4 separate regions of the Mus musculus genome follow, and all the other regions are linked to region 3. A link is a contact called in public Hi-C, HiChIP or PLAC-seq and promoter capture Hi-C data. All regions are on one chromosome and are shown on one strand. Each heading gives the region's core, a stretch centred on a gene start, on an enhancer-like site or on the middle of the called end of the contact. The rest is flanking DNA. Distances are from core to core; before and after follow the strand shown.

The links. Promoter capture Hi-C pulls out the DNA fragments that hold promoters and counts their contacts. A called contact is a pair of places that touch in the nucleus more often than the background predicts. HiChIP or PLAC-seq counts read pairs in DNA pulled down with a chosen protein or histone mark.
Region 1: an H3K4me3 HiChIP or PLAC-seq map of embryonic limb bud shows a contact between it and region 3, with 4 times the contacts expected there. The contact joins the enhancer-like site here to the promoter of Ror1 in region 3. A contact is called at or near these places in 11 of 39 promoter capture datasets (the HPC-7 cell line, HPC-7-derived erythroid cells, cranial neural crest and 6 more), 1 of 15 datasets of contacts at CTCF or cohesin (the NIH/3T3 cell line), 8 of 115 datasets of contacts at active chromatin or transcription factors (cardiomyocytes, craniofacial prominence, embryonic basal ganglia and 5 more) and 2 of 9 other capture datasets (embryonic stem cells and macrophages).
Region 2: a promoter capture Hi-C map of hippocampal neurons shows a contact between it and region 3, with 2.6 times the contacts expected there. The contact joins the enhancer-like site here to the promoter of Ror1 in region 3. A contact is called at or near these places in 6 of 39 promoter capture datasets (embryonic stem cells, hippocampal neurons, liver and 2 more), 1 of 15 datasets of contacts at CTCF or cohesin (the NIH/3T3 cell line) and 2 of 115 datasets of contacts at active chromatin or transcription factors (neural tube and stem cell-derived neural progenitor cells).
Region 4: a Hi-C map of muscle stem cells shows a contact between it and region 3, with 2.8 times the contacts expected there. The contact joins the enhancer-like site here to the promoter of Ror1 in region 3. A contact is called at or near these places in 7 of 39 promoter capture datasets (3T3-L1-derived adipocytes, cranial neural crest, frontonasal cranial neural crest and 4 more), 1 of 15 datasets of contacts at CTCF or cohesin (the NIH/3T3 cell line), 5 of 484 Hi-C or Micro-C datasets (the HL-1 cell line, cortical neurons, liver and 2 more), 13 of 115 datasets of contacts at active chromatin or transcription factors (craniofacial prominence, differentiating embryonic stem cells, embryonic basal ganglia and 9 more) and 2 of 9 other capture datasets (embryonic stem cells and liver).

Annotation. Positions count from the first base shown.
Region 1 is chr4:100,433,838-100,440,786 of GRCm38.p6, reverse strand. The region is part of intron 8 of Ror1 (receptor tyrosine kinase-like orphan receptor 1); the gene reads right to left. Among named protein-coding and RNA genes, the nearest start is that of Ube2u, 42 kb to the left of the region's middle. Within about 2 kb of position 4,451, at least 4 of the 459 cell types and tissues checked have an H3K27ac peak or open chromatin away from gene starts, as enhancers often do. A contact at or near this core is called in embryonic limb bud, where this site is marked.
Region 2 is chr4:100,585,290-100,591,886 of GRCm38.p6, reverse strand. No RefSeq gene overlaps it. Among named protein-coding and RNA genes, the nearest start is that of Ube2uos, 61 kb to the right of the region's middle. Within about 2 kb of position 3,141, at least 61 of the 459 cell types and tissues checked have an H3K27ac peak or open chromatin away from gene starts, as enhancers often do. A contact at or near this core is called in hippocampal neurons and neural tube, where this site is marked.
Region 3 is chr4:100,092,069-100,098,885 of GRCm38.p6, reverse strand. It overlaps Ror1 (receptor tyrosine kinase-like orphan receptor 1), which reads right to left and starts at 3,095. Exons shown (of 9, transcript NM_013845.5): 1 at 2,577-3,095. The coding sequence starts at 2,667. It overlaps Gm35701 (a long non-coding RNA gene), which reads left to right and starts at 3,243. Exons shown (of 3, transcript XR_376465.2): 1 at 3,243-3,408; 2 at 3,527-3,661; 3 at 4,673-6,129.
Region 4 is chr4:100,346,128-100,353,532 of GRCm38.p6, reverse strand. The region is part of intron 4 of Ror1 (receptor tyrosine kinase-like orphan receptor 1); the gene reads right to left. Among named protein-coding and RNA genes, the nearest start is that of Gm35760, 44 kb to the left of the region's middle. Within about 2 kb of position 1,547, at least 23 of the 459 cell types and tissues checked have an H3K27ac peak or open chromatin away from gene starts, as enhancers often do. A contact at or near this core is called in hepatocytes, liver and muscle stem cells, where this site is marked.

The DNA of each region.
Region 1 (6,949 bases), core at 3,202-5,701, 340 kb before region 3:
CTTAAAGCAAGACATATTGACACTGAAAGGGAGGGTGGCATACATCAAAAATGAACAGATAGGATACTTGTGCTGAAGGTAATGGTACGACGCTTGTCATTCTCTGCGGAGAATATAATAGAATATAAGCAAGGCTTGTTTATATCGTCCTGTCCATTATAGGACTGAAACGACTCAAGTATCTACCTCCCTGGAGGAGACTGAGTTTAATAACTGTTGAAGCAGCTGGGTGTGGTGGCAAAACAAAACAAATAATCCAAGAAAACTGAAACCAATAAACAAAGGACACATGCTCCACTATGTTCATAGCAGCCTTATTTATAATAGCCAGAAGCTGGAAAGAACCCAGATGCCCCTCAACAGAGGAATGGATACAGAAAATGTGGTACATCTACACAATGGAGTACTACTCAGCTATTAAAAAGAATGAATTTGTGAAATTCCTAGCCAAATGGATGGACCTGGAGGGCATCATCCTGAGTGAGGTAACACATTCACAAAGGAACTCACACAATATGTACTCACTGATAAGTGGATATTAGCCCAAAACCTAGGATACCCAAGATATAAGATACAATTTCCTAAACACATGAAACCCAAGAAAAATGAAGACTGAAGTGTGGACACTATGCCCCTCCTTAGAAGTGGGAACAAAACACCCTTGGAAGGAGTTACAGAGACAAAGTTTGGAGCTGAGATGAAAGGATGGTCCATGTAGAGACTTCCATATCCAGGGATCCACCCCATAATCAGCATCCAAACGCTGACACCATTGCATACACTAGCAAGATTTTATCGAAAGGACCCAGATGTAGCTGTCTCTTGTGAGACTATGCCGGGGCCTAGCAAACACAGAAGTGGATGCTCACAGTCAGCTAATGGATGGATCACAGGGCTCCCAATGGAGGAGCTAGAGAAAGTAGCCAAGGAGCTAAAGGGATCTGCAACCCTATAGGTGGAACAACATTATGAACTAACCAGTACCCCGGAGCTCTTGACTCTGGCTGCATATGTATCAAAAGATGGCCTAGTCGGCCATCACTGGAAAGAGAGGCCCATTGGACACACAAACTTTATATGCCCCAGTACAGGGGAACGCCAGGGCCAAAAAGGGGGAGTGGGTGGGTAGGGGAGTGGGGGTCGGTGGGTATGGGGGACTTTTGGTATAGCATTGGAAATGTAAATGAGCTAAATACCTAATAAAAAATGGAAAAACAAAACAAAACAAAAAAACCAAAAATCCCCAAAAATCAAACAAGTAAACAGAAAATGGAGGGGAGGGGACATGGAGCCAGACATGGTGGCATTTACCTGCAGTCCTAGCATTAAGAAAGCAGAGGTACAACTATCAGGAGTTTGATAGGAGCCTGGGCCAAACCCCAGTCTCAACCAAAGCTGGGAATGTCATTCAAGGGTTAAGAGTGTCTTCATGACCAAAGTGTGGACACTTTGCCCCTTCTTAGAATTGGGAACAAAACACCCATGGAAGGAGTTACAGAGACAAAGTTAGGAGCTGTGATGAAAGGATGGACCATCTAGAGACTGTCATATCCAGGGATCCACCCCATAATCAGCTTCCAAATGCTGACACCATTGCATACACTAGCAAGATTTTGCTGAAAGGACCCAGATGTAGCTGTCTCTTGTGAGACTATGCCGGGGCCTAGCAAACACAGAAGTGGATGCTCACAGTCAGCTAATGGATGGATCACAGGGCTCCCAATGGAGGAGCTAGAGAAAGTACCCAAGGTGCTAAAGGGATCTGCAACCCTATAGGTGGAACAACATTATGAACTAACCAGTACCCCTGAGCTCTTGACTCTAGCTGTATATGTATCAAAAGATGGCCTAGTCGGCCATCACTGGAAAGAGAGGCCCATTGGACACACAAACTTTATATGCCCCAGTACAGGGGAACGCCAAGGCCAAAAAAAATGGGAATGGGTGGGTAGGGAAGTGGGGGGGGGTATGGGGGACTTTTGGTATAGCATTGGAAATGTAATTGAGGAAAATACGTAATAAAAAATATTAAAAATTTTAAAAAAAGAGTGTCTTCATTTGCAAGACCCTAACTTTAATTCCTAGCCCCACCCCCCACCCCCCAAGTGTGTTTGGGGGAATGGAGGTGGCTACTAAATAGAATATTCTAAAGTTGTGGAAAAGAACAAGGGAGCTTTCTATGTAGAGACATGGGATGACCTCTCAAATTCTACTGCTTGTAGTTCAACATAAAAAGCAAAGCAGCTAAATGGCCATGCACGGCCTTTGTATAAAAGAGAGGAAACAGAGAGAACCTGTCTGGGTTTCCTTGCACATGCATAAGAAAATTTAGAAAGCTGTTAAAAGGAGACTCAAAACAGCAATGGCTACCAGCGAGGATCTAAGCAGGGATCTGAAAGAGAGGGTGTGCAGGTAGAGGCTTTCATCTCATGCTCTTTTACACTTTAATATTTTAGGGCTAGATTAAATAACATTAATTAGCGAGATATTTAAATTTAAGACCTTGGGTTAATCTTTCCATCTGACTAATCAGGGATTTCTTTTCTGCTACTATAGGTCTGCCTACTATTTTGTTTACATGGTCTAGACCAGTGGTTCCCAACCTTCTTGATGCTATCACCCATTAATAATAGCTCCTCATGTAATGGTGACCCTCAACTATAACATTGTTTCTGTTGCTACTTTGTATTTGCAATGTTGCTACTGTTAATGAATCATAATGTAAATATTTGTGTTTTCTGATGGTCTTAGGTGACCCCTGTGAATGGGCCTTTGTACAACAAAAGGAGTGGCGCCTAACAGGTTGAGAGCCATTGATATAACAGGTGGAAATGAATTACTTTTGCTACTGAGCAGTGTCTTGGCTCCTAAGACCATCAGAAATATGTTTTCTCATGGTTGAGAAACACTGGTCTAGATTGTTTCTTTCTGCTTTTTTTTGGTTCTGTTGACTAAATCTAGGGCCTCATGCATGCTAAACCCACACTAACACCTTGCTCCATCCACAGCCTCTAGGGTGTGATTTGGTGGGAACCGAAGGATTTCCTATGAGAGAGAAGGTGTGGCTATGAGAAATGCAACCAATTAAACTGCCTCTCTTTGTCATAGCATGGATGATATGAGTTTTTCTGGTAAGAGTAACCCAAGCCGAGTCCGTCCTGCATGCCGCTGAGGGGAGGGTTCTGATGATAGCTGATGGTAATAAAATAACCTAAGGGGCTCAGACAGACACGCTGACCTCTTCCACGGCATAGTCTGTGTTAATTACCTTTAGTCCTGAACAGGATTTCCAGTCTTGGTGATAGAGAAGGGTAAGAGATTGAACACTAAAGTCTCAGGAAAAGGAGAATCAGAACATAAATTAATGGACTCTCAGAACCAGAGTACCCTCTTCTACACATCTTTCAAGTTAACCCGTGGCGGAAAAAGTATGATTTAGTGAGTTTTGAATGCAAGCAAAAGCCCTGTCTTTTGGAGTTTGCATCTTGGGTCTGCTGTTTTCTACTAGTACTAGTTACTTCCCGAACAGCACTTAACCAATATTAACTGACTTACCACAGGCCTGCATGACCTTGATATTTTTTTTCTTTTAACTTCTCTACTGCCACCCAGAAGTAGATTAAAATTTGTGAGTGATTTAGATCTGCATACAGCCTTAATTAGTTCTACAGAGTCCTTGTAATTCCCTTTATTATTATTATTTTTATATGCGTTCTATCTTCTGCTAGACTTTCTATCTTCTGATATAGTCATTGAGCTTCTTTTAAAAAGTTTTCTTCAAATTGATGGAGAACTCCTTTGCATCTTGGCAGCACCTGAGATGCGGAGTTGCCAGCCTGCTCCTCTTTCTAGGATGTGTAGGTGGAGGCAGAGATTGGGTTGGGCAGAGAGAAGAGCAGGCCAAATTTCTGGGAAAAGGAAGGAAAGGGGTGACCAGGACCGTGGCAATGGCCTGGCTGGTCACCCTCCCTAATCCCCCATCTGCATCCAGTCTTTGGAGCTGCCCCTCCACTCCCCCCCTAAGTTAATTCCTTCTCTCCCATTCACCTTTGCAAGAACTCTGTTCTGTTATTTCATAAGTGAAGAAGGGTGAAAGAAGAAATAGAGTATGTTCAGGACAGCCATTCTGAAGCTTTGGCCAGCAAGGCCAGGCAGAGTGGTGGCCAGGGAGACTGAGCAGGTCTCTGAGACTTACTGGGAGTTGGGAATAATGGCCTGTACTCTAGGGTGTTGCAAACAGTTAGTCATACACATACAAGGCTACATTTTGACCCAGTTGCATCTTGTCATATCTCATCAACAGAGGTAAGCTAGGCAGGCATGTAGCTAAGTGTATTTTCTCTAACTTACCTAAGGAAGGGTTTACTAGAGTCACCCTAAACCAGCTTTGAGTGTTTGCTCTGGGAAGGAGTAGGGTAATCCCTAAACTGGCTGAGTTCAGCAACACTTTCCTTTGTAACACCTGTGCGGCAGCTAGCCTAGAAAATGGCCAGAAACACCCACTCTAAGCTTGGTTTCAGGGGAGCCATTTACGCAGCGATTTGCATTTTAAAAAATGCTCAAATTACTTGGTACAAATGAATCTTAACTACGGACCCATTTTCAAATTTTACATAAATCCTAAACTAGTTAAAAAATCATAAAACCCCTTAAAAGAAGCCGTCAGTAGACTGCTCGGAGATGGCAGGAAATTAGCTGTATTGTTAAGGAACAGATGGTTTATATTATACAAACCCTTTAGGCTAAACTTGTTTAGGTCTGGCATATTGTAAATTATATTTTAGTAATGAAAGTGAAATGACCTCGGCTTGACCTCAAGTGGGGTTTGTCTGTTTGAACCAATGCAGTGGAAGACTATGAAAGAAAATGAAGTCATAAAGTTTTGGCAGTTCAATTTTGGCTCATTTCAAGTTAAGGGGTTATAAATCTGTTTAGTTTTTGTTTGACAAGTATTTGTCATACAGGGATGTACAAAATGTAAAGAAGTGTAAAATACACACGAGGCACAGTGCCAAAGTAAACTAAGTACAAAGGCACCCTGGAAAGAACAGGGTCCTGGGCTCCTATCTCTCCATCATTCCCTCCATTAGTTAAATGACAAGATGGGCTGCGTTTATTATATGCTGTAAGGCAATTAAGTACCTTAAAACCGAAACAGGCTTTCAGTTTAAATGTTAACATTTTTGCTTCTCAAAGTAAACACACATCTGCCTCAGTTCAGCTTTAAAAATTATATAATTTTTGATGGAGGGGGAGGGGAAAAGTTGATGCAGAAGTTGATACATTGGCCAGGGTCTGATAGGGCTTCTTCTCCCAGTCATTTATAGACAGCCACTGGACTGTGGTGGCAATGAGTTCTTTGCAGACAAGAAAGAGAAGAGCATTTAAGTCTGGTACGTGTCTGGTCTAGGTCTGGCTAAGACACGGATCCTGAGACCAGGATAATGATGGTGGTGACCTTTTGACTGAAGGATGAGCAGTAAGTAGGGGTGCCCCCTTTCCTGTCTTCTAACGTGTGATACGGAACTGGTGAGCCATGGACAGAGTTTTAAAGCTATTTTTCATATAGAGATGGGCACAGATGGGTATCAAGAGTCATCTCAGTGACTATATCTTTCTCCCTTGGGAAAGTTTCACCTCAGGTGAGAATTGGATTGAAATGGTCTTCAGGCAGGGCAGGTGAGATGATAGCTTGCTTTCTCTTCCTCCTTTTGCATAGGTGACTAGATTACCCTAAGAAGTGAGGTAAGATTCTATGTGGTCCTCTCCATCTATAATACGAAGCTTGCTTTGAGACTTTGCACTTCTCTGCACTGGACAGAGCTACAGTGTAGTATGGGAGCAGAAGGCAGCCCCAGACAGGAAGGGGGCTCCAAGAGTGGGTACTAATGGACAGCTGAAGTTCATATCCACGTGCTTACCCAAAGCTTCTCTCTGCAGCCCCTGCCTTCCCTGTCACCCAAAGCAAAGCCCCTTCTCATGCTTTGACGACCAGGCTAACTGCAATCCCATGGTGCTTGTTTTGTTTTGTTTTGTTTTGTTTTGTTTTGTTTTGTTTTGTTGAGAAGCAGATTGTACTGAAACCCAAGCACTTGCAAGGGCAGAGGTTTCCACACCATGTCATTTGTGCTTGCCTATCTTAAGAGTGATGGAACAGTCTCTGGCCCTACCAAAATGAGAGGTGTAGTTTTGATAGTGGGATGTAGGAAGAGGGACATACCCTCTTTGGCAGCAGTTTTCTCTGAGATCTCCTTGCCTTGGAGACAGATTCCTTTCTGACTCTCAGGTACCAACCAGCACATCTCCACTAAGCAAGCATAAGAACTGCCTAGACAGTGCACGTGTTAGAGCAATTCTGACCCAAGCAAGGTGCATAGAAAGATGCTTTGGAAAGTTACTGACCAGTGAATAGCTCCTGGCTCATGTTCTGTGCTATAATATATTGATATGCCTTGTGGTATTAATGAGATTCAAGGTTCTTGATATAGTTGAGCTATGCCTTCAGTATAAACCCAGTTACTTAAGATGTATTTATTGACTGGTTATATCTTGCCACAGAACTGGTCTAGTTTACATTAATATAATGAGTCCTATGTTAACATAGATACTAATACTCTTGAATAGCCAGAGTTTACATAGTGACTTGTGTGTTAGAAGAAACATAGCCCTACATTAATGTCATAATCTCAGCCTATAGAAGTTACATATTGAATTCTAGCCATGTGCCAAACATCAAGAGGGTAATAATGGCTGACGAGGCTCCAGGGCCTGAGTCGATGGCTAGTGGAGTCTCAATTCAGACTTCAGATATCCTTTCCCAATTACTCTACCATACCTCCTTGTCTTTCTGTCATAAGTGCTTTTTTTTTTTTTTTTTCCAAAACTGGACCTAACCCTTATCATAGTACTCTAGGGCTCACCCTATGATTTCTCCATTTCATGAATGATA
Region 2 (6,597 bases), core at 1,892-4,391, 490 kb before region 3:
CATGTCTGTCTGTTATGCCCCCACCCTCACCCTCAGAACGAAGTAGGATACCATGTGAATGTTTTGGCCAAACTCCTGCAGTCTGTTTCTTACCTGAACAGCCCTGCCTCTTGATCTACATAGTGTCCTTCCCTTTTCCAATAGCTATCTAGAGAGGCTGGGAACACTCTCCAGGTGTCTTCTGATTTGGCTCTTTAGGTTTTGGTTAAATTAATAGATGCAAACCCAAGTTAAAGATATGAAAAAAGGGGCATAGAGCTTTTCTGGGTTCCACCAGTCTTTTATTGAACAGTGGCAATGACCCTAGCTGCTGGGAGGCTCCAGCTGAGATGCACACCTGGAGCCCTTGGACACTGAGGCACAGCAGCAGTCTTCACAGAGTCCTGGGGCTCAACTTTTATAATCGGGCACAGTCTTGAATGATGGCTCCTCTCTACCAGGTTCCAGTCTCACGGCGCCCTGTTTACTCCCATAGATGAGGAGCCAACTGCTCTAGTCCATGGAGCACAGTGCTCTTTGGAGCCTAGCTCCACCTCTTGAATTTTAGATGGCAGCTTTTCCTGGACACAGCCATTACTGTCTGGGACCACTGGACTCAGCCAGTCCTAGTATTAATCCTTCGATTTGCAAGAGATAAATCAGTTCCACCATTTTGAGCCAAATTTGAGCCAAACTTTAATTAAATACTGACCAGAATAGACTTTGGTTAAGACCACCCTCTGGAATTCTCCATGAGTGGTATTGAGACATGAGTCATAGGGGCTTTTTTAAAGGACAAAACCATTTGGCCAGTTTATGGCTTTGTTATTTTCCAAGAACTACAACTCCCAGAATGCCAGGTCAGGTTGGATTTTGGTCTTAAACCAGCAGCTTCTGCAGTCCATCCCTCAGTGATTTAGTCTGCTATTCTAGTTTAGGAGGTGTTTCCAAACCTCCATAGAATACAGGCAACTCTGGATCAGAATAGGCCCAGCCATTCTACAGTTCCTGTGTTCTGAGCCATTCTTGGACTGAAAATGTGACTTAGAACCTTGCTTTAGGACCACTCATATCAATTTCTTAGGAGATGTTAAAGCCCTCTGCCCTAGGCTGTCCAAGATATTCAGTCTCCTAACTGAAGTGTAAATGTCCAGAACTTTAAGATTTAAAAAAAAAAATGGAAACACTAACACACACACACACACACACACACACACACACACAGAGAGAGAGAGAGAGAGAGAGAGAGAGAGAGAGAGAGAGAGAGAGAGAGAGAGAGAACATGTATTAAACATGTATTTATTTTAGGTGGTACTGGGTATTGCGTTATGCTAGGTAAGCACATGACATCCCCAGCCTTCTCTTTTCCTTACTATTTTGAGATAGGGCCTCACTAATTTGCTCAGGCTAGCCTTGAATGCATAGCCTTGCTTTAGCGCAGAGGGTGTAAACTACCCCCTGAATCACAATAAGTAAATATCTGAATGGATGAACAGAGAAGCCGACATTTCCTGGAAAGTTTGCTCTCTAGCGTTGAATACATCTTACGGTAGCCTGTTGCTTTAAATGGAAATAGGAACCAATATCATCATCCTTTCTGCTTTCTTAGCCCCTCAGTCTTGAACAGAGGTAAAGTCTGGAGCTCTTGCAGCCCTGTTGAGAAAGGCACTGGAACAAAAGGCAGCACTCCACATACAGAAGTGTGGAAAAGAAGCAAGCTTGGCCCTTGGTAGTGTCAACCCACCACCAGCTTTGTGGGGCCAGCCCCACCTGACCCAGAGCAGCTGCTTCTTCCTCTTCCTTATCCTCTTCCTCCTCCTCCTCTTTCTTCTTCTTCTTCTTCTTCTTCTTCTTCTTCTTCTTCTTCTTCTTCTTCTTCTTCTTCTTCTTCCTCTTCCTCTTCCTCTTCCTCTTCCTCTTCCTCTTCCTCTTCCTCTTCCTCTTCTTCTTCTGTAGTATAGAATAGAGTTTATTCAGTGCATGGGGAGGGGAGTTAAGAGGGTAGTTGAGAGACACAGAGAATAGAGGTTGGCCATGAGCACGTGGAGAGAGAGGGGGAAAGAGAATGGGGAGGAGGAAGGGGGAGGGAAAAGCAAGGGAGCAAGAGAGGAGCAGGAGCGACCTGGAGCTTCTGATTTTGAGAGGAAAATGAATCTCTGTCTCTTTAAGCCTCTTTTGGACTGCTACCTCTCTCTCTCTCTCTCTCTCTCTCTCTCTCTCTCTCTCTCTCTCTCTCTCTCTGTGCCTATGCGTGTGTGTGTGTGTGTGTGTGTGTGTGTTCCTATCAGTCATATAATATGGGGATCCATAGATATTAAAACCTTGGTGAACATTAAAGTAAATATATCCTTTTAATAACCTTCCCTATTGACATTGGGTTTATTTTAGATTGCTGTAACGTAACTGTCTGTCACATGTAGAGTTAGCCAGGACAATATTAAGTGTGTAGGTTCCCTTAGAAATGGCTAGTGGCTTGTGAGCACACCTGCCTGGGACACACCGTTTCTCCTCTGCAGAAAGCCCTTTTCTCTATCAGGGGAGCACTGTTACCAAGGGCTCCTCCCTGAGACATGTAAAAAGCCCCAGGAGATGATATTGCATGTTGTAATTGTATTTGTTGAAACAAAATTCAATTAGTAAATTTAATTATCCTTGGCTTTTAGGGGGATCGCTTTCCGTTTGGATTCCAGTGTGGTCTCTAGAACTCAAAAATAAGACGAAGAACAGGGGAGAGGGTCTGGACTTTGAGGCCACAAATAAAAGCAAAAAGGGGCCTGCAGCTCTTCTGCAGAGCAGTGTGCAGCAAACAAGAGCTAGCTTTTCTTTGCGTGCCTGATAAAAACCTCAAACCACGTGGGCTTTGCTTTGGCATCTGGATATCAGATTAGTCGGAAAGAACACAGGTTTGGAAGGGTGGTTAAGCTATGGAACTGTTTAGTACAAGATTTGAGCGTCTCTCCCTCCTCCTTCTTTCCCCTGGGGAGGGAGAAGAGAGACAGGGAGGGGATGGGAAAGAAGGGAAGGGAATAAAAGGAAAGGTAATAGGGAGGGAGAGGAGAAGGGGGGTGGGGAGGGGAAGGGACAAGGAAGGGAAAAGAACTGTCAGTGTTCTCAGAGTCTCCCAACCTGTAATGAGAAGGAGGCAAAGGCGCTCTGGGTGGAGATCAGGCTCGGGAGCTTTCTTGTTGGTACCTAGGGCACTCCCGCCCCCTCCTCCCAGGGCGGGCATTAGGCACTGGAAGTCATTGAGCAGGATCACAGGGGCTCTGGCATCTGACAGGCAGGATTGACTGACTTCTCCAGGTTGGCTCTGACTTTACCGAGCAGCACTATCGTTAAGCTAGAGTAATTTCCTCTTAGAAAGCCTTTCCCGCGGTGTGGAAACGTCTTCCCTAGGGAAGCACAGCGGTCCCACTCATAAATGCTCTTGGTTTCTGCCAGCCTTTCAAAGTGCTTGGCTTCTGGGAACCTCAGAGCCTGAGCACGGGCACAGCGGCTAACGGGCGCCACCTTCAGGGAGAGAGGAGTAGGAACAATAAGGCAGATTTTCTAAAGCTGTCTTAGGCTGTAGTGATACCGATACCACTGTTTTTGGGGGGATGTTTAGAAGTTAAGTTTCCCATCTTCTCTCCTACTCTCTTCTCGGAAGTCTGTGAGTCACAAAACTGGAACTCACACTCGTGTAGACTTGAGCTTCAGATTCGCCTCATGTGGTGAAGGCGAAGAGATCCCTTCCAGCGATAGGTGTCCTAACTAAATGGCTTGTCACACCCCAGGGGCAGATTTAAGAAAAATCTCCCACCAAAATGCATCTCAAAGTGCTATGTATGGATGCTCTTCAAAGCCATCCGTGTAGCTGATGGGTTTGAATTCAGGTCTCTGGAAACTGATTTTTCTATCATAGTCTATCAGATGAATTATCAGAAGTACAACTTCTTTTATGAAATGCACAAGGCTCACTGCAGGTCTGCGCCGCTGCTTTTAGTATTTTATAATGCATTTGTGCATTTTTTTTTTTTTGGTCTTCTCAGCAGCCTTAACAACTGAGGTGTCATTCATTATTGCCTATCCTGCTGGACTAGAGAAACCAGTGTGAAAGTGGGTTAACTCCTATCCCCTGGCCACAGTTTGCAAGCATGTGACTGGCTCTTGATGTCAGACTCCAAATTTGGAATCCCCCACCAGCAACCCCTGCTGTTGCCTGTGGGGTAAAGAGTAAGAAATTCTCTCAAACTAGAACTGTTTTGTTTCTAAATGTTTCTATTTCAGCTTGCATGTATTTTTGACATATTTTTCCATTGGCAGCTAAAAATAGAAAATATAGCCATAGCTTGGTAATGAAAGAACTCTTATGATATTTTAGGAAACATTCTCGTTCCACATGGAATTATTTTAGAAATCAAAAGCAGAAAGATCTCTGGGCAATCTCCAAATATTTACTAAAAACAACTTCTAAATAATACATGGATCAAAGAATACAAACAAAATTAGGCCTCTTTTAGTTTTAGTGAAAATTTGAAACATAACAGTTCCTTGGATTGCCAGGGAAGCAAGAGGAACTGAGGGGGACTTTACTCAGGGTTGGTCTCCTTTCCAAAAATGTGGAGTCCAGAAGTGTCTCAGAATGCTTGCTTAGCCATTACAACTTCAGTATGGCCTAACCAGGAACCCCCAAATCCAAGACATTCTGAAATCTGAAATACCCTAAAACCGGAAATTGTTTGCATGTTGGCTCTCACTTTGCAGGGAGCGGAGGAGAGTAGGCAGGATTTTTGGATTAAAGATAATAAGTCTGTTGGATTAAATTCTTGGGTTTGGGGAAAAGTCTTCAGTTTAGGTATCAGCTTCCAGTGTAAGGAATTGGGGCTGGGGGAGTAAGTTAAGCCTAGCACGGTGGGATGCACCTGTACTCCCAGTTGCAAGAGGGTGAAGTTAAGTCTATGCAAGTAGATCAAACAGTGAGAACCTAACTCGAGGACCCCTCCCAAACAAGCATTGCTTGAAACAAACTGAAAACAAGAGTGAGCTGAACTCAGAGGAAGCCGCAGAGGTAAATGAAGAATAGTGTGGCAGAAATTTTAAATTACATTGGTGTATGTGTGTGTGTGTGTGTGTGCAGGCACACACGCAAGCACATGTGTGCACATACATACCTGCATGCTACAGAGAACTTGTGGAGGTCAGAGAACAATTATCAGGACTCGTCTTTCCCCTATTACATAGTCTTTAAGGGATGGAACTCAGGCCCTTAGGCTTGGCAGAAAGTACATATATTTCCTCATATACTTCAACCCTTGCTAATAATTTGACCAAGAACAAAAAGGAATTGAGAAATTACAAAAGCCCAAAGCATAAAAAAACAACAAATAAACAAACAAACAAGAACAAAACCAAAACCCAATAAAGTTAGTAAACCTCAGAAAACGTATAGATGCTTGGAAATCAAACGACACACTTATCTTTACGAGAGCATCATGTGTGATGCATCTGCATGTGCATTTGTACATGTATGAATACAAGTGTACGTGTGTAAGAGCATGCACAGGTAGGAGCTTGAAGTTGCTGTAAGGTGACCTGGATTTCTCTTTATTTACTGAATCAGGGTTCACTGAATCTGGAACTTTCCAACTCTGGCTAGTCTAGCTAGTCGACTTACTTCAAGCCTCCCTGTCTTCATCTCCCAAGTGCTGTGGTTACTGGCGGACACCATGCCTGGTCAGATTTTTTTTTGGGTTCTGGGTAGCTGAACTCTGGTCCTCACAGTTGGATGGCAAACACTTTATCCATGAGCCATTACCCCAGCACAACAATACAATTTTTAAAATTAAATTTTGCTTATCATTTTAGTGTGTGCTTTACTGTGTGTGTGTGTTGCTGGGTACGTGTATCCCAGCATGCATATGGAGGCCAGAGGATACGTTTATGGTGCCAGTTCTCTCCTCCCACCTTTGCATGAGTTCTGGGGAGTGAACCAGGCTGTCAGGGCTGCATCACCTCAGGCAGCAAGCGCTTTTACCCTCTGAGCCATTTCACTGACCCAACCAATACTACCCATTTGAAATAACATTATCATTTAGGAAATGAGTTATTGAGGAAATCAGGGACTAAATGAGGAAATTCTTAGAGTAAAAAGAAAATGAGAATAGATGAGAAAAATTAGGATATGGCCAAGGAAATCCTAAGAGGAAATTTTATAGTTACACATGACCAGAGTGCTCTCCAATAAATAACCTATTCTTAATCTCTAGAAAAGAAAAAAGAATCCAAACTCAAATTAGTAAATGTCAAGAAATAATAAAAACCAGAAATTAATGAGGCAGAGTGAAAACACAATGAATAAGTGAGACAGAAAAAGAGTTAATTCGTTGAAATGATTGATAAGATCAATTGATTCCTAGTCAAACTAACCAAGATAAAGAGAAAACTCAAATCAATTAATTAGAAATGATAAATGAGACATTAGAACAGACTCTGGCAAAATTCAGAAGATTTTCAGTGAATAGAATAAAAAGTTAAGTTCCAAGAAATTGGAAAGTCTAAAAGAAATGAATAAATTTCTGAATACATATGACTTAAAATGAGAGGTAGAGATATAAACAATCTAAGCAGAAGAAAATG
Region 3 (6,817 bases), core at 1,846-4,345:
AATACCCACATGCCTACACATGTGCACACATCCACAGAAACACAAACATATATTCACCACACACTCACATACAAAAGTAAAATAAAATAACCCCTAAGTATCCCAGCCATTGGAGGAACAAAACAGCCTAGTGTGTTTTCAAATAAAGTAAATCACTGATAAGCAAGCACTGCCAGAGGCAATCTGACCATACACCCTCTACCTATGCCTCTGGGTGGTGCCTCCTTGCCATCAAGGTAGGATTATCCAAACATCCCTAATAAAAGCTAAAGCTGACTGATAAGGGCCCTCAATGAATTCACCAGCAAAGCTAACAGGCTCATGGCCCTCAGGAGACTCCTATACTAAATGAAGCAGGGACGGACACCTACTGACATAGCAATTGGAGACTTAGAAAATGACAGCTGAGTCTTGGGACACCTCCCTCTGGCTTCAAGCAGCCAAACCACAGAATGAGCACAGTTCTGAGAAAGGCTCAGGTAGGTTCCAACAGTCTGGAGCTCTTGGGAGCAGTAATGAGTGTTTATACCTTTGGGCAGGTAGGAGGTAGCTGGGAGGATCAACAACTAGCAGGTCAGAAACTATGTACATAAAGGCTTTCTCCTCCCTGCCAATCAAATAGAAAAGGGATGAGAGAAATACCGAAATACTGATCCATTTTTAATTTTTTTAAAATAACTTAATAGATAAAATATATCTCCTCTCAAGCTTATGTCCTGAGCCATTGACAGGCAGGGTTGCCTTAGGAATCTCAGGCCAGAACAGAGATTTACAAAAATGAAAAGGGATTTAAGACGTGGTAAGACAGCAACAGGTTTGAACCCATTATTAGAATAAGGAACAGGAAGGAAAGAGAACTTTGGGTAGCTACTGACAACGGTATTGTTTTTACATTGGCAAATTCATTGCGTGGGTGGCTTTTTTAAAAACAGATGACCAAAAAAGGTAAACACCCCTACATCCCCCATCTCATCCCATCCCAATCAGCAGAGGCTGTGACCTCAAAATCACTGGCTGATGAAAGGGTAAGAGAAAGTAAAGGAGCGCACAGGAACAATGGAATTAATCAAGGCCCCCAGGCCAGGAATCCAGCCTTAGGTACCATCACCCCAATTGTGCTGGACACGGGTCGGCAGCACGGCCCCATTTTCTGCTTTTCACCCAGGTGTAGTGGCGAAGAGCCAGATGTTTGGCATCCCCAAGCAAAAACATCCAGGAGAGCAAACTGTTTACATTTCATCAGGGTTTTCCCTTAAGATAGAGCACCCCTGCTGATGTGCATCTTAATGGAAATTAGAAACTGTATTCACACCCCCCCCCCCGTGGAGCCTCTAGATTAGAATAACGACACTTCAGAACTCTGTTGGGTGAGCGCTGCTCCCATCCCAGAGTCACCTCCAGGAGATCAAAATCCGCACCCAGCTTCCTTGCTGAGAGCTTTGTACCAAGAAAGTCACCCCTAACTTTTAGTAGAAACTAATTCAGCAGTCATTCAGTGAGTGGTTCTTTTCCCCAGCTGTTCAGTAAACTAGACTCTTCCCTAACTGGCTTACAGATGAATGGTAAAGATATGAATGGTAAATATTTCTGTTTATCTAGAGAGGCTGGGGGCTGGAAGTGGGGGCGGGAAGAGTTCAGGGGCTCCAACACCCCCTCAAGGGATGCATGTTAAAAGTGAGGCCCAAGACCCCCAGAGACTTTAATCAACTTTCCCCCTCTAACTTCCAAAGAATGAATTGGTTGTCTCCACAGGCGCAGCGGGCTCTTCCCTCTCATTGTGTGCAGGCTCAGACCCAGCGAGGATCCAAGCTTCCCGCAGGGAACTAAGACGCTCCGGCTGCCGGTGGAGGCTTTCTCTAACTGTAGCGATTGTCTCTGGAGATGACCAAAATCAAGTATGCATTAGATGACCTCTATTTCTTCCACCTCGACACACACACACACACACACACACACACACACACACACACTTGCACACGTGCACCCCGGAGTCCAGAGTATTTTGGAGCAGCAGGCCGCCTCTAACTGCACAAAGTGGCAGCGGAAGAGCAAAGGTTTTGGTCTGCAGGATGACCCTCTAGAGGGCAGGAGGCTCCGAACACCAAACAGAGAAGACGCAAGGACAAGGGAGTCCTGGGAGTACAGGGCTTTTGTTTGTATGGGTTCGCGGACCGCCTGGGCTCTGTCGGAGGCGCCACTGAAAATACAAACTCTTTCTGGGATAGAGAAGTAGATAAACTGGACCCCAGTTGGGGTGCGGTAGGAATCCAGAAAGAGATAGGCAAAGGATCAGCATCTCCCCCAACATACATACACACACACACACATACACACACACCACCTCCAAAGTTCTTCTACACTTCCTGTCAGCACTGACAACCACAGCTGGATGCCTACGACCAGTCCTCCAGAGCCCAGCCCGCAGCCGAGCTTCAGAGAGAGTCCTGGATGGCCTCCCTCGGGCGGCCCGTGCAGGCGGCGGTCGAATGACCAGCTCCGGGACCGGCGAGGCGCTCACCGGGCACTCAGCTCTGGGGGGGGGCGGACGGTGGAACCCGGGCGCGGGCGCTGCTTACCTTGGGCATCAGCCCCGCGTGCGGCCAGCAGCAGCGCGGCCAGCAGCGCCAGCGGTGGCGGGCGCGTCCCGCGGCGGCGCGGCCGGTGCATTCCTCCTCTCGTGGCGGTGCTGGCGGCTCCCTGGCGGCGCGCAGAACATCCACGGGTTCGCCCAGGGCTCCGGGTCACTTCGTCCTGCCGCAGGCACTCGCAGGACACCGGGGGGCCTTTGCAAAACTCTTTGTCCCTCTGACCTGCTCCCTCGTCTCCGCTCTGCCGCCCTGGACCTGGGAGCGCGGCTCCTCCCGGTCGGTACTCCGCAGCAGCCCTGACTCAGCCGGCTGTTCAGTCCTAGGCTCTCTGTGTCGCTCTTGCGAACCGTGTGTCTCCGGCTCCGACTGCAGAAGAGCGTGCCCAGTGCCTGGAGCTGCGGTCTCGGGGCTCACTAAGCCGAGGCTCCTCCAGCTCTCCACGATCTCTCTTCTCGCCCAACTTGTCACTTTCCACCAACTCCACAACCCAGCGCCCCAGCCCGGACCAATGGCAGAGGCGGGCCCAGGCCGGGGTCCCAGCGCCCTCTACTGCTACCTCCTGGACTCGCACCTTCCAAGGCATCTCGGAAAGCAGCTACCACACCTCCTGTTAACCCATCATCCCCCCTCCGCCCCCTCCCCCTCCCCCCCAACCCCACTCCCCACCCCCCACTCGCTGGGGACCAGCCATTGATGTTGATGGGACCTTTGAGACATTTTGACGGAGAAGGACTTTAGGGAGATGGGCTTCCAGTGTAAAGTGTGACTGGATAAGTTAGGAAGCCCAGATTTTAACTGTCTTTCTCTGCCACTGCCTTGGGTGAGGGAACATGTACAGATATTACACCGTGCCCCATTTAATTTCTTCTTTCCCAAAAGTTGCTTAAGGGGGAGCCCAAATACAAGTGACTCATGTGTCTTCTTGTTTTTAATCCTAGGACCACTACATCTACACCAAGCTCATCTGATCTGCTTCTTTTAGGACATTAAGAGAAGATTCATCTTCGTTCTTTATTGTCACTGTCCCCCCGGCCTCCTGAAAGTTGTTTCTCTGCCTTCTGAACATGAACAGAGTAATATTTCAGTTTGTCTTTTTAATATTTTTTATATCACATAAGTGTTCTGTTTCTTTACATACGGTGTATTTCTCTTGCTCTTGCTCAGCTAAGCAAGTCTATTACCTCCTATTTACATTACTTACAGTGTTTTTATTTTTTTCTCCTGGTTTGCCGTTTATTGGTTTTGTAATTCATAAATGCTCTTGGGAGTTCAGTACCAAGAACACCCTGGATCATATAAAGTGAGCACCCACTGTATGCCAGACTGACTTGGATTCCAAGGATGCAAGAGTAGCTAAGGACCCCTGTCAATATTGTTCCCCAGAACACAAAGATACTCAGAATCTGTCCATGGTCACCTGGCTTCCTACTAAGTACCTTCTGCTTGCCTGCTGCATTATAGACAGTGAGACATATTGCAGTTTTAAAAGTTGGTGTGCAGAGACAGGAGTCTAGCACAGCTATCCTCTGAGAGGCTCCACCCAGCAGCTGACTCAGACAGATACAGACACCCACAGCTAAACAGCAGATGGAGCTTGGGAGAATCTTATAGAATAGGAGAAAGGATTGCCACCCCTGAGGGGATAGGAACTCCACAAGTAGACCAACAGAGTCAGCTAACCTGGACCCCTGGGGCTCTCAAGAGACTGAACCACCAACCACAGAATATACACAGGCTGGACCTAGGCCTCCCCACACATATGTAACAGTTGTGCAGCTTGCTCTTCATGTGGGTCCTGAACAACTGGAGTTTGAGGTATCCCAAAAGCTGTTGCCTGTGCCTGGATATGTTCTAGCTAGGCTACCTTGTCTGGCTTCAGTGAGAGAGGATGCACTTAGCCTCAAAGGCACTTGATGTGCCAGGGTAGGGGTTACCCAAGAGGCCCTCACCAGCTCAGAGAAGGGAAGGGGTTGGGGAGGGATGATGGGAGGGTGTGACCAGGAAGGGGGCAGTGAGTGAGATGTAAAGTAAATAAGTATTATTATTATTAATGATAATAATTTTTTTAAAATATTGTTTTGCAGAAAGAAAATGAATGACTTGTCCACACTCCCTATGAACCATGGACAATACCCAGACCTGTTCCCATGAGGAGGCTGAAAGACCTTAACTGAAGCCCCGCATGTTATAGGGTCTCTGTAAATGAGTTTAGATGGGATCTCTCTCACCGCTGCCTCTTGGACTCAGCGTTAGGATTTTATAATGAGCTGTCACTTTGCTGGGGATAAAAACTCTGTTTTGACTGTCTCTGTTGCCTGGGTTCCTCAAACAACAACCAGAAGAACTTGATCCGTGAACAAGAGTTAGACCACAATCTGAAGAATTTTTTTTTATCTGATTAGTTCCTTGTCTTCTTTGTCCCACGTGCTTCTGATGCTCCACAGAGAGCAGGCTGGGAGAGCAGAAACATGAGCAATAGGCAATGTGCATCCCAGCAGTCACAGACTCTAAACTTCCAGCCTGGGGCCCGCAGGTAGGTGAACAACCAGCCCCTGTGGGAGAAATAATCACCTATTCTTTGCTAAGACTGGAGAGCAAGAGCCAGCCCCAGCTGCCTTAATGGTTTTCCCTCTTTCTGTGAGTCTGACCTCAGGTCAGGGAATGATCGACAGAAGGCCTTCGGGACAACCAGTTCATCCCCACAAATTGGTGTCTTCCAAGTCTCAGTGCTTGTGACCCACTCAGTCCTGTCTCCGTTATTTCCAGTCACTTGCCTGGGGAACTTACGGCAGAAGGTCCTCTTGCTGGGAAAGTGTCTTTCATGGTTGGCTTCGGTATGCTGGGGCCCAGAAATCAAAGGAAACTCAATTATCATGCACAGCACAGGTGGCTCTCCCTCCATGATAGTGTCAAAAGCTGTCAGGCAGGAAGCCTTCCTGTCCTCACAGCCTGCCTCTGACCTCCCAACCCCCAGCGGACCAGGTATCTTAGGTAACAGACAGCTGCCACTACTGAGTCTACAGAACTTAATGGCACTTTTATCAGTACTTAAACCTTCCAGGGACTTAATCACAGAATCATAGACATGGGGAATGTGAGAGTAGCAAAAGACTGTGGAGATGGGCTGGTGCACCCTCCTGGACAGTTTTACATAAAAGAGCTGTGGCATTCAGGGAGATAAACCCTCCCCACCCAGAGTCACAAAGCTGCCCAAAACCAAGTCTGGAGCCCAGACAAACCAGCCCAAGGTTGGGCTTAAGCCCACACCAGTCTCTCTCTCTCTCTCTCTCTCTCTCTCTCTCTCTCTCTCTCTCTCTCTCTCTCCTCTAATCACTCCTGCCTTGTGTCTTGTGGTAGGTTAGGAGAAAGACTTCAAGCAATTGAAATGTCTCTCTTGCAGGCTTCCCCCGACCAAGTCCTTGTCTTTGCCAGGATGGTATTGACACAAACAGATCAGAGAACACAGTGGTCTGCGAATTGTATCTTGGATATTCTGAGCTTCTGGGCTAATATCCACTTATCAGTGAGTGCATACCATGTGTGTTCTTCTGTGACTAGGTTAACTCACTCAGGATATTTCCTAGTCCCATCCACTTGCCTAAGAATTTCATGAATTCATTGTTTTTAATAGCTGAGTAGTCCTCCATTATATAAATGTACCACATTTTCTGTATCCATTCCTCTGTTGAGGGACATCTGGGTTCTTTCCAGCTTCTGGCTATTATAAATAAAGCTGCTATGAACATAGTGGAGCATGTGTCCTTATTACATGTTGGAGCATCTTCTAGGTATATGCTCAGGAGTGGTATAGCTGAGTCCTCAGGTAGTACTATGTCCACTTTTCTGAAGAACCGCCAGACTGATTTCCAGAGTGGTTGTACAGGCTTGCAATCCCACCAGCAATGGAGGAGTGTTCCTCTTTCTCCACATCCTCTCCAGCATCTGCTGTCACCTGAGTTTTTGATCTTAGCCATTCTGACTGGTGTGAGGAGGAATCTCAGGGTTGTTTTGATTTGCATTTCCCTGATGATTAAGGATGATGAACATTTCTTTAGGTGCTTCTCAGCCATTCGGTATTCCTCAGGTGAGAATTCTTTGTTTAGCTCTTTATCCTATTTTTAGTAGGGTTATTTGTTTCTCTGGAGTCTAACTTCTGGAGTTCTTTGTATATATAGGATATTAGCCCTCTATCTGATGTAGGATTGGTAAAGATCTTTTCCAAAATTGTT
Region 4 (7,405 bases), core at 298-2,797, 260 kb before region 3:
GAATACATTGTTCTGTACCAGCCTCTGTTGAGTGCACACCGTATCTGTGTGCTTCATAGAGCATGAGTAATCCCACCTCAGTCTTAAAATGGAAGTCGGTGAAGATGCTTCTGTCAGCATCCCACCAAAAGGGCTGGAAAAACGAAGGCTGTGAAAAAAGTTAAAGGAACTTCTCTTCATGGCGAGCTAATGAGTGGGGTGACAGTGGTGAGCTAATGAGTGGGGTGGCAGGCACTGCCAGCCCCTGCAGAAGGAAAACATACTGGCATCGAGGTAGAAGACATAGGCACAGTTTTTAAACCTTGTAATTTATTCTCTAAATGTTTGCAAGTATGAATGATTAAAGACATCCCATGGATAGACAGAATTAATATTGTGAAAACGAACATCTCATCAAAAGCAATTTATAGGTTCAATGTAAATTACCCCAATAACAATTCCCATGACAAAAATAGGAAAGAAATTCATATGGAAGATACTCTCCCACTCTGTGGACTTCGTGGCCCCTGGATGGGCTGATTCCTTGCTCTACAGAAGCTCTTTAGTTTTATGAGGTCCAGTTTGTCAGTTTGACCTTAGTCTCTGAGCAAATGCAGTTCTATTCAGAAAGTCTTTTCCTGCACATGAATGTTGGAGGTACTAACTGTCTATGCCCCCACCCCAAGAAATCCCCCAAAATTTGCCTGAGATATTTCCATATCAGATTCCAAGCTATAGATAGTATAGAGGTATAGCAATAAAAATAATGTGAGTCTGGCACAAAACAGCCATGGAGATCAATGGGATAAATTAAGAGTGCACTAAATTAGATCATCTGATATTTGACAAAGATGCCAAAATGTACACAGGGGAAAAGACAGCACCTTCAACAAATGGTGACAGGAAGGTTGGGTGTTCACATGAAAAGGAATAAAATTAGGCCCATATCTATCACCCTTCACAAAAAGTCGGTGAGAGTTGAGCAAAGACCTCAACTTCCATGAAATGGGAAAGTTGAAACTCCTAGAGAAAATCATAAACAGAACTAGAAAACAGGCTAAAAAAATATTCAGAGTGAGGGAACCCCGAGTCAAAAAGACACATACGGCATGTTCTCTCTAATTTGTGAATCCTCGCTCTGAGACTTTGAATGTGAGTTTATAACCTGAAGTAATCACAGAATCCAGGAAAATAGAAAGGGGTCATGGTAGATGAGGGGAGAAGGAACTCTAGAGAGGGGACTCAGAAGACATAGGCTCTAGGAAGGGCAGAAGGGCAACTGGGAGGGAACTTAACTGGGGAAGAGGGTGGTTAACAGAGAAGAGGGAGGAAGGAGGGATGGGTTTCCCAACTAGAACTCAAACATTCAGAGAATGTGCTTGGCTCTAATTGTACCACAAGGTTTATTGTTTGATCAGACACAGAAAGTATGTCCCCAAGTCAGAGTCTCCAAGCATTTCAGAAAGTTCTGGCTACTGGGAGCATGAAATGAAATTAGCCATGCTGGGTGCTTAGTACAGTGCCCTGGGACACTGACAAAAACTTGGCAGATACCACCTCTACTATTACCACATGCCAGGGACTGTCCTTCCAACCCACATACAAGACAAACACAGAGCTTAGCCACAGCCACCTACTGTCTGGAAGAAGACAAAAAACAAAAAAAACAAACAAACCAAACAAAAAACCCTCAGTCCTGAGAGGCCAGATAACTCTCCTGTTGTCACACAAAGGGCACAGCTGCTTTCAGGGGACTCTCTCCTACCTCTGCCTAATCTAGTCTTTGTAACAGAAGCAAAGAATGATGGTATGTATCAGCCTGCAGAGGCAGCATGACCTGTTGTGGACTTTCCTAACTAACCCTGTCCATAACTGGCCAGGTAAGTCTAAACATCTCCATTCAGGGATTTCAAAGCCTCTGAGGTGTGCCCTACATCATTTCCTAAAGCATCCCCCATTTCTAGTCTACACAAGAGGCAACCAGCTCTCCCAAGGCTTTTGCCATTATTATTTATTATTATTACTTTTTTTTTTTTTTGAGACATAATCTATGTAGCCTAGACTGGCTTCAAACACACACCCCTTTTGACTCATCTCCTGAGTGTGGGATTGGAATTGTGAATCATCACTGTGAGGGATACTGCATGCCTCACCTAATCCCCTCTATCTTAGAACCCAGTTCAAGTCCAGCCTTTATCAGGAAGCCCACACATCTGCTTCTGCCCCTTTAACCTCCATCTCACAACTAGTTAAGGAAATGATGTAAGGCACACCTCAGAGGCTTTGAAATCCCTGGATGAAGATGTTTAGACTTACCTGGCTAGCTATTGGTGTGGTTGAGTTGTTTTGTAGTTTGTAGTTTTATCTGGCAGTTCCTAAAAAAGTTGAATGTGGATGTATAGAGTACAGGGGTTTATGGGTTCCTGTAAATGAACAGTCTAGTAGCTTAGGGGCAAATGCTGATCCTCGTGTATACCGCAGGGGCCGGCTTGGTCAAGTAGCAACTCTTTTTGTCTAAGAGTGGCCATGTAGCAGTTTCCCTTTGAAAGAAAGGCAAGCTATTCTTATTCAAAGAAGAATGAATGCTGGAGATGTGCTCAGTGGTAATTTGTCTAGCATGTGCAAGGCAGGGTCTAATCTCTCAAACTGCAAAACAACTCAACCACACCAATAGCAAAAGACCAAAACCAGAGTCAGGCCAGCCAACGAACAAACAAGCATAGGTTGGTTTCCTTCACCTTCCTGAGTCCAGTTCCTTGCACTGGACTCTATCGTCTCTGTGCTGGTCAGGCTGCAGGCTGTAACTCTATTGAGAACCATGGAGCAGCAACAGAACTCCTTTTATGCTGACCTCTAGTGAAGGACGCCCAGCCTTGGAGTGGGGCTACAGGGAAAGCTCACCACTCTGACACAGCATTTCATCCAAAAGAATGTCTACCATTCCTGCATGCCCTGTTAACCCACTGGGGATGGGGGAACCCACTGGAGAGAGCTCATCAGAGGCTTTCCCTCAGATCTTTTCAAAGAAGTCCTGTCATTTGCCAATGTGATCTTTCTTAATGTTGTGCAGATGGCAGGCTAATCCATCTTCAGATGATCTAATTGCATTGAACTTTTATGAAACATTTTGTGGAGTTGCGATGTCTTAATTGTGAGGCGAGTGCTAAATGTCTTCAAGAGTACTGAGCCAAGCACTCCCATTAAGCCCAGCATTCCCACCAAGCCAAGCATCCCCCGCCCCCGCCCTGAGCCAAGCATTTTCATTTAAGCCAAGCACTCCCACTGAAGTGGAGAATTTCCAATGGAAACATTCGGGGAGGGGGGGGGACTAGGAGGTGGGAGTGAATAGACTCAGCAAGTCCAGTTCTTAGGGATCAGTGTTGATAAAGATCCAGTTTTGTTTCAACTTACTGGCAGAGAATTTCCACACAGGGCTTGTGGAGTGTCTCCTGTGCCTTGCAAGCATCACAAGTCTATTTCCCATAAAGAGAATGAGAACAGCACAGGGTAGTGGAGAGAGAAGGACCATCAGAGGAGGGCTTTGGGAACCTGACTGGTGGAGACTCCATGCAAATAGTATTTTCTTGTCATTCCCCTGTTCTGCTGCTGTCTTAGCCCAGAAAGCTTTACAAACCTTGAACACACAGTTAGTTACCTACAGGAAGGACATTGAATCATATGGGTGTATGGCTGAGGGGGACGTGATCTGCAGCTTCTGGATTTGGGAAGAAGGCACATATAAGCTGGTGAGGTTAGTGTGAAGAGCATGGGCTCTTTAATTCCATGGTTTCTTGAAGTGTTGCTAATGCTGCTTCTTCAGCAGGAATACTCTGTGAAGTTGTCTTCTGAGTTTGCATTTGGGACAGCCTGGACTTTCAGTGGAAGTCAGACAGTAGCCATCTGAGATCTGGGCTTGGCTCATTTCTGACTCCCTGGTGGATACCACACACCAAACTACTCCATCCACAAGAGGACATTTGATGCTAGGTCACAAATACAGTGCCACACCCCCAAGATTCATGGTAGGAGAGATGCAAATAACCCTGGCCCTATTCCTTGGCAGGCCTAGGGGATCCGACAATGCTGTTTGTTTGAACTAGGATTAAGTCCTATTTCAAACACTAATGTGCGCTCTTGTCACCATCAGACTTTCAGGCCCTCGCCCTGCCCTCGCCACAAACATATTGACATTGGCCCCTGTTAACAACATCCCCCTCACTTTCACCTTCCCAGTCTCTATGCCGCGCTGGGTGTGGCAGAGCAGGAACACAGGCTGTAAAAGAACTGGGCTTCTTGATTCCACCTTGGGGTCCCTGGTGATGCTAAAAATTGGCAGGAACGATCCAGGTTCTCCATCAGAAGCCCATTTCCTGGAGAATGGTCATATTTCCTTGGCAAACGAGGACACAAGAGAAACTCTTTGAACCATTTCCAACAATGCAAAGAGAAGCCACAGAAAGCAGAGCCCTACCAGGAAAGGGAAACAAAAACCTCCTTGAAAGGTACGCTGTGGACCAGGGTTCTGGCTCAGTGGATGATGCTGTGGACCAGAGACCTTGCTCAGTGGATGATACATTGGTATCATTCAGTCTGAAATGCCTTTGAGTCAATGCTATCGCTGTAGAAGAAAGACCCCTCCCTGCAAAGGCTCTCCATTCTCAGCTGTGGTCTGGCCTTGTCCTCCAGTCACTGACCCAGGGTTTGGTGATTTACCCACTGGCTTCTTTGTACAGGGAGGAAGATAGCAGTGAGATTACAAATGAAAGTTCCTGTGCCAAGAACTCAGTGGTGGACAGTGTGGCAGGAGAGAGGGAGAAGGGTAGCCCACTCAGACTGGGCCCTGGCAGACAATGGAAGAGAACTCCTTTTGACTGACCCACCATGGGCATTTGTGTATTGTGTCAAGACTAGGCAAACCAGAGACAGAAAGCCCATTAGTGTTGTGAGGAGAGGGGAGAACCTACTAAGGGAGGGCAAGGTTTCTTGCTAGAGTAAAAACATGGTTCAGCAACCAGGTAGCTAAAGCCTGCTTCCTAACAAGCTGTATACTGGGAAATGGTCAAAATGACAAATTTTATGTGTATTATCTATAACAGTGAGAATAATAATAAGATAAGGAGGATTTCTCTGAACAACCAGCTAACACAAGTACTCAGAGCATCCTCCTGTCTCCTTTGCAGGGCTGGTTGCAGGTGTATGAACTGAACTGTATCCTCCCACTGTCAAATACCCTTCAGGATCTGCTGGCTGGGCCAGTAGACTCTTTTGAAATGAATCTTAATCTAAAAGAATAACATTTTACTTTGCAACTCGATGTGTTTCTTGTTGCAATTTACCCCTTCTCTTCAATCTAGATGGTCATCCAAGCAATCATGCATGTCTGTGTGTTCCTATGTACATGCACGTGCGCACACAATCACACATACACACATGCATATACACATGTGCATGCCTACACACACATATGTACATGCACATGTATCTATGTTTACTGGCAATGGAGCCTGGTGAATTCTGCTTTGAAATCCTCTCAGGCCACAACTTCTGGTTTTTGAATATCTATTTTTAGCTGGGAGAGAAAGCTGATTGAAACACACACTCTTCTGGGGAAGTCATGAGTTCTGTAGTGTTTTAGTTAAGGGAAATCTCTGAGGGACAGAACTGTATTAGAAAAAAAAAAAACCGTCTGGAATAAAGTATGGCACAAAATTCATGATGAGTGTCAACTGAGCAGGGCCTTACACATAAATCTTGTGTGCTGTGTTTAAGAAAAATAAAAGTTAAACTTAAAAATCACAAAGTGGATAATATTGAAGAAATGTTTCCAGCAACAACATAAGTAGTTGTATTCCCTAGCAGTAGTCAAAAAAAAAAAAAATTTAAATTGGCCATCTGAAACCGGAATTAAATGCCCCAGAGGAAAAGCATTTGTATACAATTTTAATATAATCTAGGCATGCAAGTTCAAACAGTTTTAAGAACATTTTGGGGGTGGGGGTGGATAGAGTTGCAGGCAGTCTGGATTGGCCTTGGCCTTGCTATACACTGAAGATGACACCCATTCCATGCATGCATGGCTTGCAGGTGCTTTCAACACACTGGGGATAGAGCTTAGACCTTCATGCACAGCCTACAACTCCAGCCCCCACAAAGCCATTTTAAAAATAGACAAGTGATGAGAAAGACTCCTATTAAACTCATAGATAGTCTATTAAGTCTTTCTTACAAAATCAGTGGTCAACTGATACAAAATCTGAAAAACAGTGGGCACTTTTCTCTACATGAGAGAGTAGAGAAATTGGCATGTTAGTATTTTAGGTTATGTTTTTTACCAGGAAGAAATGCCAAATTCACAAGAAATGTCAATTTATGGCCTGTTAAATTGAGTTTATAGAGTGGGCATTGTTTATCTTTTACATCTGTTAAAGAATTCCAGTTTTGTATGACAAAAAAATTTTAAACTTTGATGCCTAGTACTTTAGCTACTAGGTCAAATCCAGAGTTAGTGGAATTTAATAACACCATATAGTACCAACACCAATGGCTCTCTTATTGTTTTGATCCACTTTAAGATAAGTATTGAAATATCTGTGCTCCAGAAGTTGTGGGAGCAGTCGATCAATGTCTGGTTTGACTAAAGGCCAGCCCATGAGAGGGAACCTTTGTCTAACACTGCTTGGGAAACCAAGAACCAGAGACTCAGATGCCCAGAGGCCTAGGGTAAAACCAAACATTACTGGTCTTACAGCTTTAAAGAAAGAAGGACACTATAATCTAGCAAGGCATGTGCAGAATATGCATGTAACTGTGGCTTTTTCTAATACACATCTACAGTTGCTGAATTTATACATTTAATGGGAGTTATTCTGCAGATATTAATTGTGACTGACAGTATTTTATGAACTGACTATAAAACTACAATAAATGATTGAAGGATGCTTTATTGATATCGATAAATTGAATGTTGCTTTGTAATTTTGTATTACCTTTGGATTTAACATAAATGATGCTAAGTTGCTAGAAGATTTAGCAAATTTATTTAATTTGGATAGACATAGCTGGGAAATTAGTAAATTGTGGTTCAAAAATCTTAAAAAATGACGAATCAGCTATTGGTGTGGATAGGGATATTAAATAGTTAATGATTTAATAGTAGAAAACTTTGTATTTGAAGTGATTTGACAATATAGATCTATGTTTTTAGTAGTTAATCTTATTAAATCCAATGACACTAATTATTTATTAAAATTTAGCATCAAAATTGTACTGCCAATATAAAATATACTTTGGATACCGGAGATTTATGAAAAAAAAAAAAAAGAAAGCAGGATACTATAAAACAGTAAAGTAATTCAAAGACAAATTCTTGCCATTGGGGATAGAATTGCCCTAGGAAGTAGTTAGCATGGGTCAGTCATCAATCACC